Linked DNA regions of Sus scrofa: region 1 is linked to region 2. The links are chromatin contacts, called in public Hi-C maps. All regions are on one chromosome and are shown on one strand. The core of a region is the stretch at or near the end of the contact, and the rest is flanking DNA. Distances in the headings are between cores, read along the strand shown.

Region 1 (4,714 bases), core at 1,627-4,126, 560 kb before region 2:
TAGTTCTTCAGTTTCTTCCTTGCTAATTTATGTTTTCAACTATCATCAGTAGAGCAGATGATTTCATATGTTTATTCCCACTCAGATCTCTCTTAAGCTCAAACCCCATATTTCTAATTGCTTAGTAGACATGTCTACCTAATTGTCCCAATGGTTTCTCAAATTCAATAAAGACTGAAATTGAGATTATGAATATCTCCTACCCCAAAGTTCCTTGTTCCGCACTTTCTTTCAATAAATGACATACTCTCCGTTAATCAGGCCTGAGGCCTACATTTTTGCCTGAGTCCTCCCCAATTCCTATATTTCAACATTTCTCACATTTGTTGCTATTTTCCATTTCCACTGCTACTACTCAGATTCAGGTCTTTATCAGCTTTTTGCACTGTAGCAATAATCTAGTGATTGTCTTGGACTTCAATACTGTTGCCATATTAATGTTCCTGTTAACACATCTCCCTATCTCCCTTCCTCCCTCCCTTCCTTCTTCTTCCTCCCTCCCTGCTTCCTTTCTTCCTCAAAAATTAAGACTTCCCATTCCCTTTAAAATAAAGCCTAACTTCTTGGCCTAGCATTTAAAAAGATTCAGTAGGAGATCCCATTCTGGCTCAGTGGAAACTAATCTGACTAGTAACCATGAGGTTGTAGGATTGATCCCTGGCCTCGCTCAGCAGGTTAAGGATCCGGTGTTGCTGTGAGCTGTGGTGTAGGTTGCAGACTCAGTTTGGATCCTGTGTGGCTATGGCTGTGGCATAATGTGGCAGCTGTAACTTCGATTCGACCCCAAGCCTGGGATCCTCCATATGCCTCAGGTGTGCACCCCCCCAAAAAAAAGACTCAATAACTGGCACAAAAACTAATTCTTCATCTCCAGATCTCCCATAGACCAGAATCATTAGCTGGACTTGCTACTTCTCAATTTTTTTTCTGTCTGGAGAGCTTTTTTACCCATTTTCATATTTCCATATCCTATCAAGACCCATGAGGGTACTGATGAGGACCCTACTCACCCAATAATACTAATAATCTTGCTGAATTCCCGTCGTGGCGCAGTGGAAACGAATTTGAACTGGAACCATGAGGTTGCGGGTTCAATCCCTGACCTCGCTCAGTGGGTTAAGGATCATGCGTTGCTGTGAGCTGTGGTATAGGTCGCAGACGCAGCTTGGATCTGGCGTTGCTGTGGCTGTGGTGGAGGCCTGCAGCTACAGCTCCGACTGGACCCCTAGTCTGGGAACCTCCATAAGCTGCTGGTGCGGACCTAAAAGGACAAAAGACAAAAATAAATAAATAAATAAATAAATAAATAATAATAATAATAATCTTGCCCTCCCCTGGGAAATCTTGGAGTGCATTCTCAAGGTACTGGAACTTTCTACCTTGAACCACAGTCTTTTTTTTTCTGTTTTCTTTTTTTTGCACATTTGTTATATTCTCTATAAATCTCTGACTACTTTAAGGGGAAAGGCTATCTTTTTACCATCACGTTTGTATTTTGTAAAGTACCAAAAAATAATGGCCAAAGAATTATTAGAGATCAAAGGATAATAGTTTTTTTCCTTCTACACAATTCTAATCATTTCCAAAGTCCCTCTGCAATAAGCAACAAAAAAGAAACTCAAAGCTATTACCACCCTCCAGACTCCTCCCACCCCCAATCCCACCTCAAGCCCTCAAATATCAAAAAAGCAAAAACAATACAAAGCAGAAAACACCTTTTTCATGACATGGGATTTGTACAATGTTCCTATCTGCATTACTCTCTACCCAATCCTCCATGTGATTTAAATTCATTAACCCCACTAGACTGTAAACTCCATGCAAGAAGGGAATTCTTTTATTCAGAACTGTTACATACCTAGTGCTTGGAATTTAACATATTCTCAAAAATATTTGTTGAGTGAATGCACTAGGGTTTTTTTAAATGTCACTTTCTAGGGCTTCTGTGATTTCTCCAACCTAAATTGGGTATTCATATATAAATATATGCTTTCCTCTAGATCCCATTATCTATCTTACAAGCTAACATTAAAAGAAGTCCAAAGTTGGAGTTTCACGTGCACGAGATGAAGGAAGCTGAACCTATTCAGGCAGAGTGCAATATTGGGGTTGCCACCTCAATAACGGCTCTAGAAAGCTTTGCCCTTTGCAAACTCATGCAACTCATCCTAATAAATACCCTTTTAAAGATACTGCCCTTTTTATTCCTCCTGGATCTTGGCCCTGGATTACACTGATGACCTTAGGCACACATCCGGAAACGACAACAGGCGGAAAGAACCTAATTCCAAACCAACCAACCGACAGAAAATCTGAAAAACGACACTCAGAAAAGGAATATCAATCTTCTGATCAAAGGCAAGACCCACCGAAGGCCTAACATCGGGAAGGGTCTTGACAAGTGAGCCCAATGAAGATGAGAGGAGGCAGAGGGAGCTGCACAGAGAAGTCGCCAAAACCTTCCGAGGAAGGTCCGAGACAGGGTTCCAAGGTCCCAATCCCTGGGGCTGTAACCTCGGTCCGCTGACCCCAGCCTGCAAAACCTTCGGGGGAAGCACGACCCCAACTGTAAGGGGAGAATGGTCAGACTGGGCATTCGACCGCCTGCAAATTATGAGTTTCCTCACAAGAGGCGAGGAAACTAAGACCGCACAGTACTACCGTCCCACTTCACCCCTCGCGGAGGTCTCAAGCCTCCCAGAGGCGGCTGGGAACCGAGGGGCTCGTCGCAACTCACCGCTCCGCCCCGCTGCTCCGTCCGTTCCCGGTGGCCTGACGAACAGGTCCCAGCACTAGCCCGCCGGGAGAGCGGAAAAACAAAAGTTCCCGCAGCAGGGTCGACTGGGGAACGTTTTCACTGTGCGACGGGAGGAAGTGACGTAACCACCTTCTTCCGGTGCGCCGGATTATGAATGACGGCAGGTGCTGCTGTTTCCCCGGCGCTGCTTCTGTTGTTTTTTTCCCTGCCGCGTGGAGCTGCGAGCGGTCTGCAGGCGAAGACTTCCTAAAGCGACCTCGGGAAACCCGGCTCGGGCGGGGCGGGAATGCGCTGGCGGCCAGTGTTGACACGTTCACGCACCCTCCCTGCCTGGCCGCGCCTCTGCGACCAGGTAAGGAGGGCGCTCGCGCCGCCGGCTCCTCAGTCCTCAAGACCCTGCAAAGACTCCTCTTTCATCCAGGGACCGGCAGGGTTGACGATGCGAAGAAGGGCGGGAAGAGTGGAGGGGTCCGGGCCCCTTCGCAATTTTTCCAGGGCCAGTCCCCATGGCTTCATTTACTGAAGGGGAAAGGAGCAGCTTCCAGTTGCAGCAGTCTGTTCGGTCGTTCGCCATTTGCTGCTAAGTGTAGTTAAGACCTCTTGGGTCACTCTTTTAACTTTTATCTTTTTTTCTACTGAGTTTTCTATTCCAGCCCTTCCTCATTGGAGAAAGCAGTAGTATGTGAATACTACCTAACAGTTGCTCCAAAGAACCCCCTACATTTTGGGCGATTTGTTTCTGCACTACCATCAAAGTAGCGTTTCACTTTGGTTTAAACTCCTATAGAAAGTTTGGGTTTAACTTGCATGAAAATTGCTTTTACTTCAGAAACGTTTACTAATACACGTACTTCCCACACCAATTCTACTTGGTTTGGGATTAGGTGACTGTTTGTTTGTTTCGGCTTTTTAGGGACACACCCTTGGCATATGGTAATTCCCAGACTAGGGGTCCAATGGAAGCTACAGCTGCCGACCTACACCACAGCCCTAGCAATGGGATCCTTAACCCACTGAGGCCAGGGATCAGACTAGTGTCCTCATGCACACTAGTCGGATTCGTTACTGCTGAGCCACATCGGGAACTCCTTTTCCCCTTATTCCCCCCCTTTTTTTTTTTTTTTTTTTTTTTTTTTTGCTTTTTAGGGCCACAGTCTAGGCATATGGAAGTTCCTAGGCTAGGGGTGGAATCTGAGCTATAGCCACCAGCCTAATCCACAACAACTCAGGATCCGAGCAAAGTCTGTGACCTACACCACCACTCAGGGCAAGGTGGGATCTGCGACCCACTGATTGAATCCATATCCTATGGATACTAGTCAGATTCATTTACACTGCGCGGCAATGGGAACTCCGCCGATACTCTTAAGGTCATGATCTCTTAATGCCGGGAGCCCATTCCTTGTCATAAGTTCTTGCCAACATTTAATAATAGATCTTGTGCTAAATTATTTAAGAAAGGTAGAGTATGTTTACATTTTTCTAAGCTTATCTAGGAACAGTGTTTAAAGGAGAAAAATGCAAAAGCTGGCAAGACTAGTGGTGTGACAATATAAACATTAACCATGGCCATTTAAATATTATGAAAATAAATTCTTTGCTATAAATTCAATTGATTGATTTGCTGTTGTATTTAATAAATCCAACATTAAGCTCTGGGACTTTTTTTAACTACCTGGTGGAGAATATACTCTACTGAGATGATTGCCTTAAGCATACTCATTATTTGAAATTGTTTGAAGGCATTGTTTTAAGAGGCCTAACTTCCAAAATAAATCTGCGAGAAAGTCAGTGAGATTTGAAAAGAAATTTTTTTTTTACACTTCTCTTACCTGTTTGCTTTAAACAAAATTCGAACTTAAACTTTTTATATAGTAGTGGGTTCATCAAGTGTTTTGTGGGGTTTGATTTTGCTTTTATTTTAACCCGTGTTTACTTTGTAGCTTTTGTATCCAC
Region 2 (5,358 bases), core at 842-3,341:
ATCTTGTAACTATTATTAACTTTGACAGTGTATTAAGTAAAGTTCCATCTAAAGTAAGATGGGAATCAATATGATTTGTGCAGTGATAAAGGGTAAGGTAGAGTCACTACTTTCCTCAGTCTACCAAAAAAAGGAGTCAAATATGCATATTTTTGATGTTGAAAAAAACAAAAAAATACTCTGATGTGAAAAAAATTTTTTGATGTGAAAAAAGTTGTTTACATATATTGTTTAAAATTATAAAACTAACCAATACAAAAACTAAATTTGTGGGAACTATCCTAAAATTGGGGGAAGAGAGATGGTGGTAGTGTGCGCTATCTTAAGAAGTCAATTTAAAAAAAGAATTAGCAATTTAGCTTATTATCCAACACACAGACCTAAATATTAGAAAACGTTAAGTGGTTAGCTCTGAAGGAATGTGACTGAGGATGGGAAGGAGGACACTGAACTGCTACATTTTATTATGCAATCCTTTTATACTATAATGTGATCTTCGATTAGACACCTCGATCACTTAGACAAATAAAAATCAAATAACAAAATACAAAAAATGCAAATGATTCAAAAAGATTAAAAAAACTAGCATGAATGATTTCATCAGTGTTCTGCTTCAACTATGTCTTAGATGGTGCACCTGAAATGGCTCATACATAACAATGCACACACATGGATGTGCTCACACTTGGTGAGTGGGGGAAAAAACAGTGGGAAAAAAATAGCTGAGGTGAGAGATTAGTTGAGTAAAAACAACATAAGCAGTTAGGTTTGAAAATTCATTCATTCCACAAATATTTTGAGGTTCCTATTTTAAGTCAGGTGTTTTTCTAGCTTCAGGACCAACCAGGAAATCAGGACACGAAATCTGCCCTCAAAGAACTTAAAATGGAAATGGATCAAATAAGGGAAAAAAAGGGTCAAAAAAAGGACAAGAGATGCTTATTTCATTATGAATAAAACAGTTTACACATTTCTTCAATGGGTTAATACTACTTCACTTATTTTATATGCTTTCCTTCAAAAAGCTGTCTCTCTGTCGCAAACAAAAACAGGAACAAGAGGCCTTGAAAAGCAACCACTGACAATTCCAAAGCAACTTTCATTTGTTCACATTCTTCCACTGCACAAGGGAATGTCACATCTTGACAAATGACTAAATCTCTGAAATCCAGAAAGCAACCAAAGCAAGAGTTTGGAATCTCTGCTGAGCAATGGAGAGCCGATTTCACATTCTCTAAGCTCCTCTTGCAAACTTCCCCTGCAACAGTCAGGCAGCGGTTACTTTCAAAAAGCTGCCAGCAGTTCACAGAGGTCTCGAGTGTGTAGCGGGAAGGCGGGCTGAAGGTAAGGAAGGAGAAGGTACTAAGCAACCAGCAAACTGCACTGGTGGCTTCTATCACTCCGGGCGCAAGTGCAGGGCCACTCGCTACACCTAACCTTCCTCTACATTCCCAACAGTCCCACCCACTACGACACAGAAAACTGGGAAACCCAAATACCTGCCTCTGGGTTTGGGGACGCAGGCTGACCAAAGACAAGGGGATGGAGCTTCTACACAGGGCCCCAGCGCTGTCGCTGTGGCTGGTGTTGCCGCTAATCGCTTAGGGCACCGGGCTCCGCATTTAAGGTGCTACTACAGAAGACACTGCTTCTGGATGTCGGGAGCTCAGAGATTGCCCTTTGCCCACGAGCTAAATCAGCCAGAGTTGCCAGCTCGGAATCTGGCCAGGAACGCGAGCCTGGCGCTTTCCGGTGACGGCTCCTAGGTCTCGCCCAAGCCCCAGCTCTTCCAGGCCGTTTCCTCTGACCTCACAGCCTCCGCGAGGGCACTCTAAGGAAAGACCCCGACGTCCGGCGTCTTGCCTCTTGCCCAACCTGGCGACGAAATATAGCGATCGAGGAAGAGGTGCAGAAGGGTTGGCGTTATTGGCTGGAGGAATGAGCGACGGGGAGTGTGATGTGGCTGCGCACAGGACGAGGGCCACAGAGCTTGCTGTCGAGTCTGCGGACCGCTAAGGCGTTTAGCAGGGACACCTAACTGGGTCCTTTCTCACTGCCGTCGTGAGCGGGAGGCAGTCCCTTCCTGCTCCGGGCAGAGGCTGCCGGGGTTCCCTGTCCACCAATTCATGTGAGTGTTTTCCGCAGAGGGTCTCGGGATAGGGGGATTACGATCATTTGGAGTCCCCTTTCCCTTACTGGCCTTCGGGAGGTAGAACCCGGCCGGCAGGTGCTAGGAGGGAGTCAGCTCGCAGCGGCGCCACTCTTGGCGTGAGGAGCCAGGGAAGAGCCTGGGATCTTTTGAAGGAACCAAGTTTGGGAAATGGAATGCGAGGTCAAGGGGAAGGATGTTACTGGAAAAGATATTGCACAAACATGTTTATTTGAGAGAGAGAGAACTGGGATGGGGAGGGCGGTGACAGGAATTAATTTAATCTACAACTTACTTAGCGCCCGCCATGTCCAAGCCCTGTTTTAGGCTCTGATACAAAGCAATGAACGAAACAGACAAAAATTCCTGGCTCCCTGTAATTCACATTTTATTGAGGGGGACACACACTAAACAAAGTTAAGAAAACATACCATATCTTAGGTCGTAATGAGTTCTGAAAAGAAAAGTAGCAAAGCAAGTCGGAATTTTATTGTGACCAGAGAAGGTTACACGGAAAAGATGGCTCTCGAGTTAAGAGCTGTCAGAAGCAAGAGAATTAGTCTTAAGGATATTTTTGGGGACGTGCAATCAGTCATAAGGCATAGATTTTGCCAAGACCATGGGGCAGAAATCTCTGCTGAACAGCAAAGAAACCTTACGTCAGAGTTGAGTGAAGGGGTAAAAGCTGGAGACAGAATCTGAGAGTCATGAAGGATCTTCAGCGCATTTTAAGCCTTTGGACAGTTTTGACTAGTTAAGTTATGTAATCTGATTTCCTTTTAAAAAGGGTTTTTCTGGCTGATCTCAAGAACAAAGTGGAGTACCCAGTGGGGCTCAGTGGGTTGGTTGGGAACCTGACACAGTGTGAGGATGCGGTGCCCTTCCTGGCCCCGCTCGGTGGGAGCAAGTTCCCTAGTAAGTCGCAGAATGGGCTTGGGTCTGGCCTGGCCTGACTGTGGCTGTGGCCTAGACCTGTAGCTGCAGCTCCGATTAGACCCCAACCTACCTCCTGGAATTTCCATTTGCCACAGGTATGGTGGTAAAAAAAACAAAACAAAACAAAAACATAATTAAGTAAATAGAGGGGAAGGAAGAAGACCAGGTAGGAGGCTTTTACAGGAATCCATAGGAGACATTATGATGGCTTAACTAGGGTTGGTAAGAAATGGCCAGTCAGATTCTAAGTGCTCTTAATTTAGAGCATGAGCATATTAATGGATGGTGAGTTAATGTTCTCTAATTAGGCTTGGGAAACACTTTAGAAATGACTTTGTGAGGTTTGGAGTAACAAACACAAGTTAAAGTCATGGCTTTACCATTTAATATATGAGTGGATTTAGACAAGTTACATAATTTCTCTGAGTTTATCTATAGAAGAGAAATAGTGCCAGATAAGATTGTAGAGATGAAATGACAATGCATGGCCCATTAAAGTAATAGCTAATATTATTAACTGTGTTCTGTGACAGGAATTGAAAAAAGTACAGTGGTGAGTGCCAAAGGAAAGGTCTGGTTAAATCCTACTGAAGAAAATCTGAGTCAGGTAAAAGATGACCTTGTTTTATAAGAGAGCTATAGGAGACCTTCACATACCCCTTTTAAAATCTTAGCTTATATCACTGGAAAGGTTTTCTGTGTTAATGACCACAGTATCTGAAAAACATGGGCTGTCTTTTTGTAGCCATGCTCTCATTGCCATCCCTTAAACCTTCCAGAATACCCTGTGTCCTCATAAGTAATGGGGAAGAAGCCTCTCTGGTGAGTGAAGAAAAACAATCAAAAATAGGAACAAATTCCCAGTTATAAAATGAATATGTTATAGGGATGTAATGTACAGCATGGTGACTGTAGTTAATACTGTGCTGCAGATTAGAAAATAGCTAGGATATTGGATCTTGAAGGTTCTCATCACAGGAAAAAGAAATTTGTAATTATACGTGAAGGTATTAATCTTAGAATATGTGATCATCTTGGAATATGTACAAATATCAAATCATTATGTAAAAACTTTAAAAACTAAAACAAGTCATACAGCTAATGAATGGCAGAGCTGGAGCTGGAATTTGAATTCATTCCCAAATTACGTTAAAAAAAAAACAAAAACACAAGGAGTTTCCTTCTGGCGCAGTTTCCGGTGTTGTCACTCCAGCAGCCTAGGTCACTGCTCTGGCATGGGGTTAATTCCTGGTCCAGGAACTTACACAGGCCCAGAACATGTCCCCCGCACCCCCCAATACCCCTCCCCAAAAAAGAAGAAAATGAACTTTAACAAAAAGCATAGTTTTAGATCTTTATTTTGACCTAGGTTACTAGAAGACTGCTGGAATTACTGCTGGTTGTAGCTGCTGTGTACTTTGAGTGTCTCTAGGATGTATTGTTTTCAAAAAATATAATTTTATTATTTACCGTTTTAAAAATCCTGACTTTTGACACGTTTTAAATCCTAGTAGAGGTGTTAACCTAGTGATACATTGTGTAGAACTGTAATAAAGATGTTCTCAGAGTAGGATAACTTGGCAATTAGGAAGCAAATGGAAGAAAGAAGTTTGGGAGGTGAGAATAAGGATGATGGCAGGAGAAAAGACGAAAAAAGTGATTAAAATTGCTACATTTCATCAAGTATGATATGCACATTTTTTTCTCATATTTTCAGTTCTGAAATAGTGGGGTATTCTATGATTGTTGATGTTTTAAAATCACCATAGACTGAATAGCAATTGTGACATAGTTGTCAATGCCCTCACTCAGCAAGCTTGATCATAACTAATAATATTGTCATCAGTTCATTTGAGTTATGTGCACTGTTGGTATATAGTTGTTGACTTTAATCTCTTAAGTATCCTTTAAAAGATTATTTAGCGTTTAAAATAAAAAGTTATTGTGTATGCAGAAATACATGGAAACATAAGAGTGATAAAATAAAAATAGTGCTAAGTTTAGAAGTGTTTCGGTGCATGATAAAGGCTGTGTGTAACTAAGTGCAAGATGATACTGAGTCTGTCAAATCAGCCATATTTTTTCTTTTTCTCTCTCTCTCTTTTTTTTTTGGTGGGCGGGGAGGCTTTTTAGGGCCACATCCGAGGCATATGCAGTTTCCCAGGATCCAAGCCCCGTCTGCGACCTTAACCCACTGAGCAAGGCCAGGGATGGAACCCACATCCTCATGGATCCTAGTTGGGTTTGTTAACTGCTGAGCCACAAAGGGAACA

What was found. A called contact is a pair of places that touch in the nucleus more often than the background predicts.
Region 1: a contact with region 2 is called in a Hi-C map of mesenteric adipose tissue, with 1.8 times the contacts expected there. The contact joins the promoter of INTS12 here to the promoter of AIMP1 in region 2. A contact is called at or near these places in 2 of 47 Hi-C or Micro-C datasets (heart right ventricle and mesenteric adipose tissue) and 1 of 2 datasets of contacts at active chromatin or transcription factors (skeletal muscle).

The regions. Positions count from the first base shown.
Region 1 is chr8:116,030,026-116,034,739 of Sscrofa11.1, reverse strand. INTS12 (integrator complex subunit 12) reads right to left here and starts at 2,876. Exons shown (of 7, transcript XM_021101712.1): 1 at 2,738-2,876. It overlaps GSTCD (glutathione S-transferase C-terminal domain-containing protein), which reads left to right and starts at 2,864. Exons shown (of 12, transcript XM_021101711.1): 1 at 2,864-3,110. The coding sequence starts at 2,909.
Region 2 is chr8:115,473,403-115,478,760 of Sscrofa11.1, reverse strand. It overlaps AIMP1 (aminoacyl tRNA synthetase complex interacting multifunctional protein 1), which reads left to right and starts at 2,091. Exons shown (of 7, transcript NM_001114283.1): 1 at 2,091-2,128. The coding sequence starts at 2,127. It overlaps TBCK (TBC domain-containing protein kinase-like protein), which reads right to left and starts at 1,985. Exons shown (of 26, transcript XM_021101700.1): 1 at 1,504-1,985.